Regions from separate parts of the Mus musculus genome. Here regions 2, 3 and 4 are each linked to region 1. Evidence: chromatin contacts called from public Hi-C and HiChIP or PLAC-seq data. All regions are on one chromosome and are shown on one strand. The core of a region is the stretch at or near the end of the contact, and the rest is flanking DNA. Distances in the headings are between cores, read along the strand shown.

Region 1 (2,770 bases), core at 81-2,580:
TTGTCCAACCAGGTAGATCAGAGGCTTTCTGTTTGCCTTTGTGATCAAAGTCACAAGAGAGAGTCTTTATGAGTCGTCTTTGCTTTTGGCAGTTAGCTTAGTCACTGAACAGAGCTGGAAATTAAAGTGGGTAACAACTCCAAAGTCCAAGAGGGCTCTGAATTAAACATTTGGATTTTCAGAATTGACCATATTACTCATAACTCCCTTATCTTCTGGAAAAACACTTAAGTTCCTTTAAGGGTAAGGCTTTGTCGCACAAGTCCTCAGCCCTTAAATGTTATATTATACTTTAATACTTAACACTTTAATATATTAAATATAAAATGATACATGAATACACACACACACAGGAGCTAAAGAGAAGTTGGCCTAACTTGTGAACAGTTCACGCCCTCGTTTGTCAAAGCATAAGAGAAGAGAGGATTAGGCCTAATTTGTACTCTGGGGTCAGTTGAATACTAAACAGGGGCAGACTTGCAATTACAGTTAAACTATAGTGTCTCTGAGATTTAACAGTGAGTCAGCCCTCGGGTCGCTACCATAGCGACGAGCTTTGTGGACTCATCAAATATTATTCTCAATTTACAAAAAAAAAAAAAAAAAAAAAAAAAAAAAACTGTTATGGAGGCAGACAGGTTAAGTCACTTCTAGAAGATCCTAATATGTCAGCAGGAAAGGGAAGCCTGAAGCAACAGGCTTACTGCACAAATACCTGTGTCTGTGACCTCACACTGGATACTGTTCCTCCCTGAGCCTGGACTTCCTGTCTAGCTAACGAACTTAGCTAACGAGCAAACACACACCTCTAAATGACAAGGAATGGCAAGACTGCTATTTTTTAAAAAGAAGAGGATAGAAAAACAAACAAACAAACAAACAAACACAACAACAAAAGTGACTTAATTTATTCAGGACTAAGTAGGACCTGTTTGTTGTTGTTGTTGTTGTTGTTGTTTTATTAGTGGGAAGATTAAATATTTCCCTGGACTTTCATTTTAGAAATAAACTTAGACAGCAGCATGAATAAACATGAAACAAATGTATTTACTCGTGTTTTATCTAGCGCCTTTGAAACGATGATGTGGACTGTTTCCACCTAGAAAACTGAGTCAGACAGTGATGTAAAGGGTCACTTCTTGAACAGCAATCATGAAGAGACTGAGCTACCGGTTTCTGGCTCAGGCCTTGCAGAAATCTTGAACCAGGACACCGAAGAGTTAACCGGAGGCCCAGACAGTTCCCTGCTGATCTGGTAATGAGAGAGAGAGCCGAGCTGCTGAATGTCAATAGCTCCTTGTGAACTTGGGTAACCCAGCTGAGCCCTGAGCTTGCCAGAGCTGGGGGAGGTAATCAGCTTGACCTTTGTGACCTTCCTGAGGCTCTGCTCTGTCCTGCCTGGAGAAACCTCTTTGCATATGATTTCCACATGCCTCTCCGTTGAAACCCTTTCAGGAGAACTGGACCTGAGTCAGCCTCAAGACGCAGCCTAATAGATAGAAGTTAGTCATTGCTGACGAGAGATTGCACAATACTGTAGGTGCTTGGGGGGAAAAAATGGATGCAAACACATCCTGGCATCCTGGAAACCACAGAAAGATTTCCAGCAACTGCTATGACATCTGTCCTTACAGATTTAGTAAAATGTGACTTATGTTAGAGTTCCGTCGGCCCTTCGCATACACCTATGGAGTTCTAGTCTACCGCTTCTGTTTACCTTTCTGATTTTGGTAGTTCCCGTTCCTTGAATTGTTTACATATTACTACTCTGATTGCCAACCAAGAAGTCATGTATGATGTGCCACAGATAGGTTAAGAGGCTATTTCCTGCCATTTTTGGTGTGTTGTTACACAGCCATTCTTATTCATTTCAAAACCTGAAACCTGAACAATCACTTCAATCAACCCCCATGTGTCGAAAAGTACTGTTCGTAAAAGAATGATGTTATTCATAAACTGAGAATAGGCATCCGAATTCTTAACTGCATCCCTTAGCCATGTAGACAATTGATTTGTATAATGAACCTTAACAATCATAGACTGGAAATTTATAAACAACTCCTATAACAATTGAGAGAAGTCAAATCCTGAAGACTCTTACATGTTACAAAAAGAGGTAGTTGGCTCAAGCACATAGCGGGCATTATTATCAGCTTTAACTCAAAGACACATTATTCTATCAAGGTGCTGGTACCAGTTCCATTGTTACTTTGTGGACTAAAAGGCAAGAAGGTCGCATTTTATGGTAGGCTAAGGAAGCAAACAAGACGAAAAGGTTTGTGTGATCCAATACTGTAAAACATTCTGTACTTTGTTCTTGGAACGAGCATGCGTGGTTGGAAATGCAGAAGAGATAAGCATCTTGCTCCCAACTCTGTTAAATTGAACATTATACCCACTGTTTGGTCTGAAGGAACACAACCCAGTTATAAACCCGACAAGGAGCTGAGGGGGGATTGAAGGTCAAAATTACTTGAAGGACATGGCCCCTGTATTTTTTATCACAACTGATAAACACGAAAAGTCTACCTAACAACTGTACATCAGCCCGATTTGGCTGTTTCTGGCTCAGGTACCTTGTACTTGAAGACGCAAAGGCCTCTGAACAAATATCTTCAGAGTCTGAATCCTAAAGTAGACTGGGTTTTCAAAACACATGCCACGTGCCCATGTCACTACCTGCTAAGATTCTGTTCTGTCAAGCACACTAATAAACTACATGTCCCGGGTTGATTTTTTAAAAGCCCGTAAATCAGACCACAAGAAACCT
Region 2 (2,896 bases), core at 333-2,832, 130 kb after region 1:
CTAGCCCATCAAAGAACCACACATCCCTGTCTGTGGCACTGCGTCTATGCCTAGTGATTGGTTTAGCGCTGTTTGCACAGTAAACCACCTCCAAGAAGAAAAACACATAACCAAAGAGAGTGCTCTCGGTTTCTGTGAATAAAGGTCAAGTATATCATCTATCAAGTTGTATTGTGTATGTGTGTGTGTTTATAGACTGTTTTGTCTGTTATTTATTTATTTATTTATTTATTTTGGATTTCTATAATCAGTGCTATTTTACCTTCCCTTGAGGTGGGAAGAAATGAAACCTCAAAATGTTTCTTTTTGCACCGCCATTTTAGGGTGCACATGAGTAATAACCTGGAAATTATCTGTGACTATCAAGCACAAGCATTATTCTAATCACACTGCCAGCAAACTGGAAACACCAAGCTACCCTTTTTCTTCTTTACAGAGCCCGTTCAATGGACATATATTCCAAAAAGCAAACGCTTGGAGTTCCGAGTTTCTCTGTAGGGTGTGATTTGGTCACAAGCGAGGTGACGAGCTAATTTGGCGAATTGCTGTTTGAGCTTATTTTCAGTTGAACTTCTGCTGAGAGAAGAAAGAAGAAGCAGGCGAGCGGAGAACACACTCTATGCATCACCGAAACTTATTGCTTATCTTTATTGCATTTGCGTAAATGCTCTTTTTCTGCTGTTGCCAAGTAAGTCATCATATTTTAGTTCTGCACTGAATCCCTCAGTAGGAGGCGAGGTTTGAATAGATCCAGAGTGCAGGAAATAAAAAGAATGCCCATCATGGCTAAAATGCTATGATACCCAGACTCTCTCCTACTTCCTCCTCTGGAAATGTGTATACTTCGTGCTACTGTATATGAATTGTTTTCTAGAAATAAGAATAGGCTTTTGTAATAAGGTTTTCAGTTAAGCGAAAATGTCTTCCATTGTTGTTCTGATAAAAACAATACTTGCTCACTGTGTAACCAAAGTATGTCAAAGAAAGAAGAATTATGTAACTGAAGTGCCACCTCTCAGAAGCCCACTAGCATCACAGTGGTCAGCTTTCTCATCTCTTTGTATAAACCTATACATTGATGTTCGAATAATATTACAGCAACAATTATTTTCATTTGAGGAACTACCTTATTTTTATACATTAATGGCCGATTCTCCCTCTCTTTGATGTCATCCGTTGATATGTTCTCTTAAGCATAGGCATTACACACCCTCATTTAAAGAGTTTGTCACTCTACTCTCCAAATGGACTTCTTATTTTTCTAATACTCTATTATGTTGTCTCCACAATTTTAAAGTAATCCAAGGGACAATTTTAACACTTGTCCCTAATTTGACTGTCAATAGTTACTTAGTACTTCCTCATGTTTACAATCAGATTGTTTCCAGTTTTCTTATCATCACAGAAAGATGAAGTGAGCAGGCATGTGTATGTCTTTTACATAAATGTTTGTATGGTGGTTTGATTGATGACTGTCCTCCCTTGGCTCAGATATTTGAACACAGTCCCTGATAGAGGCTTACAAGGTGTGGCTTTGCTGGAGGAAATGTGTCATTCAGCACTGGTCTGAGGAGTTCCTGGCTTCATTTTCCAGTTTGCCCTCTGTGACTCACACTTGTGTTGGAAAATAGGCATCTCTGAGCTTTCTTATCCTGCCATCATGCCTAACATTCGGGCCATCCTCTCCACTAGACATGACTCATCTGTTTAGAACTGTAAGTTTAAATAAATGCCTTATTCCATCCATTTCTTTTGCTTTGGGTCATATGGTCTTTTTGTTTGTTTTCTGCTTTTTGCTTTTTAACCACAACAACTGAAAACCAAGTAGAACCATCTAGTCAGAAGTGTGTGTGTGTGTATGTGTCTGTGTGTGTGTGTGTGTGTGTGTGTGTGTGAATACTTAATGTAGCAGACATTGCCAAGTTTTTAACAGCACAGCTTCAACACTGCCGATGTCCATAGCAATGTATCCCTGCCCATAACCCAGAGCAGCAAATCAAAACAAAACACTTGCTTGTATAATTTGATAGCTGGGGAAATTTTATCTTTATTTTGGCTTTCATTCCCTTTGCCCCTAATACAGGTGTTACATCCAAGTGCGCTGATGTAGAAATTGACTATTCCCTTCTCTTGGCAACCTTGCTATGGTATGTGCTTAGTTTATATTTCCATTAGAAAGCACTGCTGTTGATTATTTGGAAAGCCTGAAGGAAGCTGTGATCCCCAGGTTTATCTTTGTTGACAGTGCCTGCTGTTTTCGTCTCTCATGATATGTGAAAAACACTGTACAGCTGCTGTCTCTGATAGCCAGATGTTCAGTATTGTATGTGGATGTTTATTAAGTATATAGTAAGTCAAAGTGAAAGAATAGGTAACAAGAGATAGACACATAGCTAAATAGACAGACAGATAACTAAACCTCATCGAACTGAGTACTCTAACATCAACTGTGGAGCCCTAATGGGGCAAGCAGCTGATGTGCTCCGAGAGTGTTCTGGGAAGAGCAAAGAGTATCCTCTAGTTTTCCACGGATGAGCGTCCCATGGCTGCATGGCTGCCCTCTCTTTCCCACTACAGGCCCATCACATGGTGGGATGAACAGCAGTAATCTCTTTTGGAAGTGGTTCATCATTTAGCAGCTCTCAAGGACACGGTGTTTTTCCCCGTGGGCTGTTTTGCCCGTCATTCTCCCCCTTCCTTGCCACAGAGTTAGGTAAGGCTGCCCATCATCAGACAAGGCTGTTAGAGGACACTTGGCACAGACAGGACGGAGTCTGAAGTCAAGGGCCCAGTTTCACTTCCAGAACCAGCTTTGGAGTGACTTCCAACAACCCATGACAATGTCCATGTAACGCCTATTTCCATGCGTTTACAATAGGTGGGCCCTCTAATTATT
Region 3 (2,725 bases), core at 198-2,697, 250 kb after region 1:
ACTCGGGATTTCCCGTTATCCCTCAAGTTAAACATCCGGGGTGGGTTCTGATTTAGGAAATGATTATTTATTTACCTGCAGTCTCGTTTTTCGGGGAAGGTAGGAAATAAACAATGAAACACGTACGTGTGTGTTACTTACTGTACAGCATTGGAGCCTCTTAGTAAACTGTGCTGTGTTCGCAAGGCCGTAGCTCATCCTTCCGTTGCAGTGAAGTATTTTTAAGGATACATACCTACAAATCACATGTTAAATGGATGTGGCTGTCATGTGTATGTGTGCATAGTGTGTGTGTGTGTGTGCAAACTATATTTATAATGTGTTATACCTTATGTGAAACTCACAATGCTGTATTCTATTCCTTATAGGTAATGAGCATGATGCCAGCTCTGTTTCTCCTCAACTATTTTTATTTTTATATTTTTAGATACTGACGTGCGTTTGGTGAGCAACGAAAGATGATGAAGAAAGAAAACCAGCATATTCCCTGAGACCTGGGTGCCAGCGCTGCCGCTGTGCTAAGGAAGTTGCGAGGCTGGCCCTTGCCTAGCCACTCATCAGTGCTGTAGTCTGCACCCGAGTTTGCCCCAGCCTCTGAGCCCCTCGTCACTGCCTGAAGATCCCCTGGTCAGAATGTTAACAGTGCATCTCTGCCCGACTGCTATGGGAGGTGATCAGGTGACGCTCACTTCCTGACGTCACGTGGGATCTTACTGACGAGAGGAGCTCTTTCACGTGAACGGAAGCCGAGCCCCTGTGAGCGCTTGTATTGAACATGACTCATGGAGAAGAGCTTGGCTCTGATGTGCATCAGGATTCTATTGTCTTAACTTACCTCGAAGGGTTACTAATGCATCAGGCAGCAGGGGGATCAGGCACTGCCATTAACAAAAAGTCTGCTGGCCACAAAGAGGAAGACCAGAACTTTAACCTCTCGGGCAGTGCGTTTCCCTCCTGTCAAAGCAATGGTCCCACTGTCAGTACCCAGACGTACCAGGGATCTGGCATGCTGCACCTCAAAAAAGCCAGACTGCTGCAGTCTTCCGAGGACTGGAACGCGGCAAAGCGGAAGAGGCTGTCTGATTCCATCGTGAATTTAAACGTAAAGAAGGAAGCGTTGCTGGCTGGCATGGTTGACAGTGTGCCTAAAGGCAAACAGGATAGCACATTGCTGGCCTCTTTGCTTCAGTCATTCAGCTCTAGGCTGCAGACTGTTGCTCTGTCACAGCAGATTAGACAGAGCCTCAAGGAGCAGGGATATGCCCTCAGTCACGAGTCTTTAAAAGTGGAGAAGGATTTAAGGTGCTATGGCGTGGCCTCAAGTCACTTAAAAACTCTGTTGAAGAAAAGTAAAACCAAGGATCAAAAGTCAGGTCCCACCCTCCCTGACGTGACTCCAAACCTTATCAGAGATAGCTTTGTTGAGTCATCCCATCCCGCAGTGGGACAAAGTGGGACAAAGGTCATGAGTGAGCCCTTGTCATGTGCTGCAAGATTACAGGCTGTTGCCAGCATGGTGGAGAAAAGGGCGAGTCCCGCTGCCTCCCCAAAGCCTAGTGTTGCCTGCAGCCAGTTGGCGCTGCTCCTGTCCAGCGAGGCCCACCTGCAGCAGTACTCTCGGGAACATGCTCTAAAAACGCAGAACGCACATCAGGTGGCAAGCGAAAGACTTGCAGCCATGGCCAGATTGCAAGAGAATGGGCAGAAGGACGTGGGCAGTTCGCAGCTCTCCAAAGGGGTGTCTGGCCATCTCAACGGGCAGGCCAGAGCACTGCCGGCAAGCAAACTGGTGGCCAACAAGAATAACGCTGCCACCTTTCAGAGTCCAATGGGTGTTGTCCCTTCCTCCCCCAAAAACACGAGCTATAAGAACTCACTGGAAAGAAACAACCTAAAGCAGGCTGCTAATAACAGTCTGCTTTTGCATCTCCTCAAAAGCCAGACCATACCCACGCCGATGAACGGGCACAGCCAGAACGAGAGAGCGAGCAGTTTTGAGAGTAGCACGCCCACCACGATTGATGAGTACTCCGATAACAACCCGAGCTTTACAGATGACAGCAGTGGAGACGAAAGCTCGTACTCCAATTGCGTTCCCATAGACCTGTCTTGCAAACACCGGATCGAAAAGCCGGAAGCTGAGCGGCCCGTTTCGCTGGAGAACCTAACCCAGTCCTTGTTAAACACGTGGGATCCCAAGATCCCCGGCGTTGACATCAAAGAAGATCAAGATACCTCAACAAATTCCAAGCTGAATTCACACCAGAAAGTCACTCTTCTTCAGTTGCTGCTCGGCCATAAAAGTGAAGAAACTGTTGAAAGGAACGCCAGCCCTCAGGACATCCATAGTGATGGGACTAAGTTCAGTCCTCAGAATTACACAAGGACTTCTGTCATCGAAAGCCCCAGTACCAACAGGACTACCCCAGTGAGCACTCCACCACTGTATACAGCCAGCCAAGCAGAGTCTCCCATCAATCTTTCCCAGCACTCTCTGGTCATCAAGTGGAATTCCCCGCCGTATGCCTGCAGTACTCCCGCTTCCAAGCTCACGAACACCGCGCCTAGCCACCTGATGGACCTCACGAAAGGCAAAGAGTCCCAAGCCGAGAAACCAGCCCCGAGTGAAGGTGCACAAAATTCCGCCACGTTCAGTGCCAGTAAACTGTTACAAAATTTGGCTCAGTGCGGATTGCAGTCTTCCGGGCCAGGGGAAGAGCAGAGA
Region 4 (2,827 bases), core at 222-2,721, 230 kb before region 1:
AATTATGTGATTATGCCATGAATAATTCATCAGTGCTGGCAATACAATTAGCTGCTTATAATATAATGATGAAACTATTACATTCATGTACAGTAAGTCTGACCCAAATTGTTCTAATAGTAAGACCAGGTCCAAATGCAAAAGAAAGCCTCCACTGTCTCTAGTCCAGAGCCACACAATGGAATTTCTTGCTTGTAAGACAAAGATAGAGTAAGTAGGCAAAGCTCATTCATGGTTAAAATCAGTTACATAAAAATGAGATAATTTCATATATGTACATTTTATAAGATCCTGAGTAAAATTACTTATGCCAGTATTGTGATCTAGTAGATATGATACACACACACACACACATATCTTAGCCAACATTAAGATTTTTACATAAAAAGCATGTAGACAAAAACAGTATCTAGGAGTCTTATTTTTATATGTTTTATTTTGTGTACAGACCTTTAGCTTGCATGTATATCTGGGTATCTTGTGTGTGTGTCTGGTGGCTATGCAGGTCAGAAGAGAGTCTGGATCCTTGTCACTGGAGTCACAGAGAACTGCGTACCAGCATGCGGGTGCTATGAATATAGTGGAGGCCCTCAGCAAAAGCAACCAGTTCTCTTAAGCAACAAAACATTGCTCCAGCATCTATTCTTACTTCTCAATTTAATTTCATTTATTAGTCTATCTGGTGTGTGTGTGTGTGTGTGTGTGTGTGTGTGTGTGTGTGTGTGTACACGCATGTATACAATACGATGCACATGTGCAAGTGTGGGCACACATGTGAAAGTCCACGGATGACTTTCAGAAGTTGTTTTTTTCCACATCCTTGGGTTTCTAGCCCTTATTACCTGCTGTGCCATCTCACTGACCCAATAGCTGACTGTTGTGAATGAGAAGCTCTTTAGCTATAATGAATCATCGCTCAGCCTTTCTACAGAGCAAAATCACGAGGTTGGACACACATGAGATGCTCAATGCTGGGCCTGGATCAATAAGGACATGGTGTCTATGGTCAACTTGTAGAAAAAAAAATTTCTGGAGATTCTATTTCACTCAGCTTACTTCAATCATCTTCATGATGAAATTTGTTCTCTCTCTCTTGGACTGCGATTCTGTTGGCTTAAGGCTGAGTTTGCCCATTACTAGTCAGTATGGGGTTTTACTTGGTACTTAAATTCCATGGTCTTTAAGTGCTGCCAAATCTTACAACAAAGGACCCACCTGGGCACAACGGTTCCAGGTTACTGCTACTAAGTTTTTACTACCAATTAATGGGCAACAGTGACATATGACCAAACACAGTGTGCCCTTCTAAAAGCCGTGATCCTGTCACCTGGTTGCTGTCGTGTCAGCGAGCACCCTGCGGGCGAGAAGGCAATATGGTTGTGAAGTTTGAGTGAGATTCTGCTCTGTCAGCAGGATTTCTTTTTCATAGGGCATTCCCACAAGAGCAGTTCAGAGTCTGTCATCACATGTCTTGATTATATCACCTGCTATATGCATAAATGAATATTTCCTTCACATTCCATCAGTGTGTATGTATGACATCTATATGGCAGAATATGTTCATAGAAAAAAAAGCCTCATCTTATGATTTTCATATGTATAGGGCCTTTTAATGTATGTACCCTTCCACACAGAAAACCAACTTAAAAATGTTACTACCAGCTGTGGTAAAATACATTGCAATCCTGCAAAACCTGTTGATTGAGAAATATTTAAAACGCTGAATAAGATACAAAAGCCCATTCGAACACACCCGTGCTTACACTCCCGAGCCAGCAAGAGTGGCTAGATCAAGCACAAGCATGAATCCAGGACAAGGAGAGCTGGCAGAGCTGCGCATGTCTTCTAGAACCATGTGAAGAGGAGCTTTGAGTCCTACAGTCCACATAGAGTTTGAAAGTATAAAACTGTGGGCTTCTGAATATGAGCCAAACCGTGGGGTAAAGGTGGAATTCCAAAAAGACCCTCCATGAAATGCTTAGGAGCAAGATCAAGTAGCTGTCATACCAAGGATGGCATCGAGGGAAACGGACTCTTCCCTACGGGATATAGGGTGAAAGCAAAACAAACAAACAAACAAAAAAACAATAAACAAATTAATAATTCAATCTAGCAAGACGTGGTTCAATCCGTCCAAATCACAGATCCCTCTACACAGTCATAAAGGGCAATCTAAAAAGAAAACGACACTCTTTTTTTTTTTTTTAATACGGAGCATTAAAAAGAACAAAATACTTAGGAATACATTTAAGCAAAGAGACAACAAACATTGCATTACAAAAATGCCAATATAAAACCTAAACCCTCAGAGAAACCTACTTTGTTCCTGAATGAGAAGACACTGTTGGGAAGATGACATTGATACCCGAAGCCATCTATGGGTTCTATCAAATACTTGTGCTGGAATGTTTAAGGCAGCCTTCTTCCCAGTAGTTACAAAGGTGACAATCTAGCTCAGTGTCTATCACTTGCCTCACATGAATAAGGGTTTGACCTCTACTACCCCACCTGGAAGCAGAAATTAGATTGTAACAGCAAATGCTGTATGATTCCATTTATACGCCACACCCAGAACAGGCAACTCTATAGGTGTAGAAGGCACTTTAGTCGTTGACTGGGACTAGAAGAGCAGATAGTGGGAAGAAACTGCTTGCTACTCTGCAAAGGGCTTCCATTTGCAGTTAAGAAAGCATACTGGAAGTGTATTCAGATGGTGGTGACCCTTCTGTAAGGCTGATTTACAAAATTCCACTGAGTGTATTCTTAAGTGGTTCGTTTCCTAGTATAGAAAATCTACCTTGATTTGGAAAAAACACAAAACAGAACA

What was found. Hi-C and Micro-C count contacts between places; a contact is called where the count stands out from the background. HiChIP or PLAC-seq counts read pairs in DNA pulled down with a chosen protein or histone mark.
Region 2: a FOXA1 HiChIP or PLAC-seq map of pancreatic cancer cells shows a contact between it and region 1. The contact joins two enhancer-like sites. A contact is called at or near these places in 3 of 484 Hi-C or Micro-C datasets (the G1E-ER4 cell line, nephron progenitors and pancreatic cancer cells) and 3 of 115 datasets of contacts at active chromatin or transcription factors (microglia and pancreatic cancer cells).
Region 3: an HNF4G HiChIP or PLAC-seq map of pancreatic cancer cells shows a contact between it and region 1. The contact joins two enhancer-like sites. A contact is called at or near these places in 2 of 484 Hi-C or Micro-C datasets (liver and rod photoreceptor) and 2 of 115 datasets of contacts at active chromatin or transcription factors (microglia and pancreatic cancer cells).
Region 4: a contact with region 1 is called in a Hi-C map of epidermal suprabasal cells, with 1.8 times the contacts expected there. The contact joins two enhancer-like sites. A contact is called at or near these places in 9 of 484 Hi-C or Micro-C datasets (CD4 T cells, Th2 cells, embryonic fibroblasts and 5 more).

The regions. Positions count from the first base shown.
Region 1 is chr16:76,538,476-76,541,245 of GRCm38.p6, reverse strand. No RefSeq gene overlaps it. Among named protein-coding and RNA genes, the nearest start is that of Gm30726, 8.9 kb to the left of the region's middle. Within about 2 kb of position 1,330, at least 113 of the 459 cell types and tissues checked have an H3K27ac peak or open chromatin away from gene starts, as enhancers often do. A contact at or near this core is called in epidermal suprabasal cells and pancreatic cancer cells, where this site is marked.
Region 2 is chr16:76,408,242-76,411,137 of GRCm38.p6, reverse strand. No RefSeq gene overlaps it. Among named protein-coding and RNA genes, the nearest start is that of Gm52253, 23 kb to the left of the region's middle. Within about 2 kb of position 1,582, at least 47 of the 459 cell types and tissues checked have an H3K27ac peak or open chromatin away from gene starts, as enhancers often do. A contact at or near this core is called in pancreatic cancer cells, where this site is marked.
Region 3 is chr16:76,292,718-76,295,442 of GRCm38.p6, reverse strand. It overlaps Nrip1 (nuclear receptor interacting protein 1), which reads left to right. Exons shown (of 4, transcript NM_173440.3): 4 at 428-2,725. The coding sequence starts at 776. Among named protein-coding and RNA genes, the nearest start is that of Gm30569, 6.6 kb to the left of the region's middle. Within about 2 kb of position 1,447, at least 83 of the 459 cell types and tissues checked have an H3K27ac peak or open chromatin away from gene starts, as enhancers often do. A contact at or near this core is called in pancreatic cancer cells, where this site is marked.
Region 4 is chr16:76,770,880-76,773,706 of GRCm38.p6, reverse strand. The region is part of intron 1 of Gm30790 (predicted gene, 30790); the gene reads left to right. Among named protein-coding and RNA genes, the nearest start is that of Gm30790, 6.8 kb to the left of the region's middle. Within about 2 kb of position 1,471, at least 2 of the 459 cell types and tissues checked have an H3K27ac peak or open chromatin away from gene starts, as enhancers often do. A contact at or near this core is called in epidermal suprabasal cells, where this site is marked.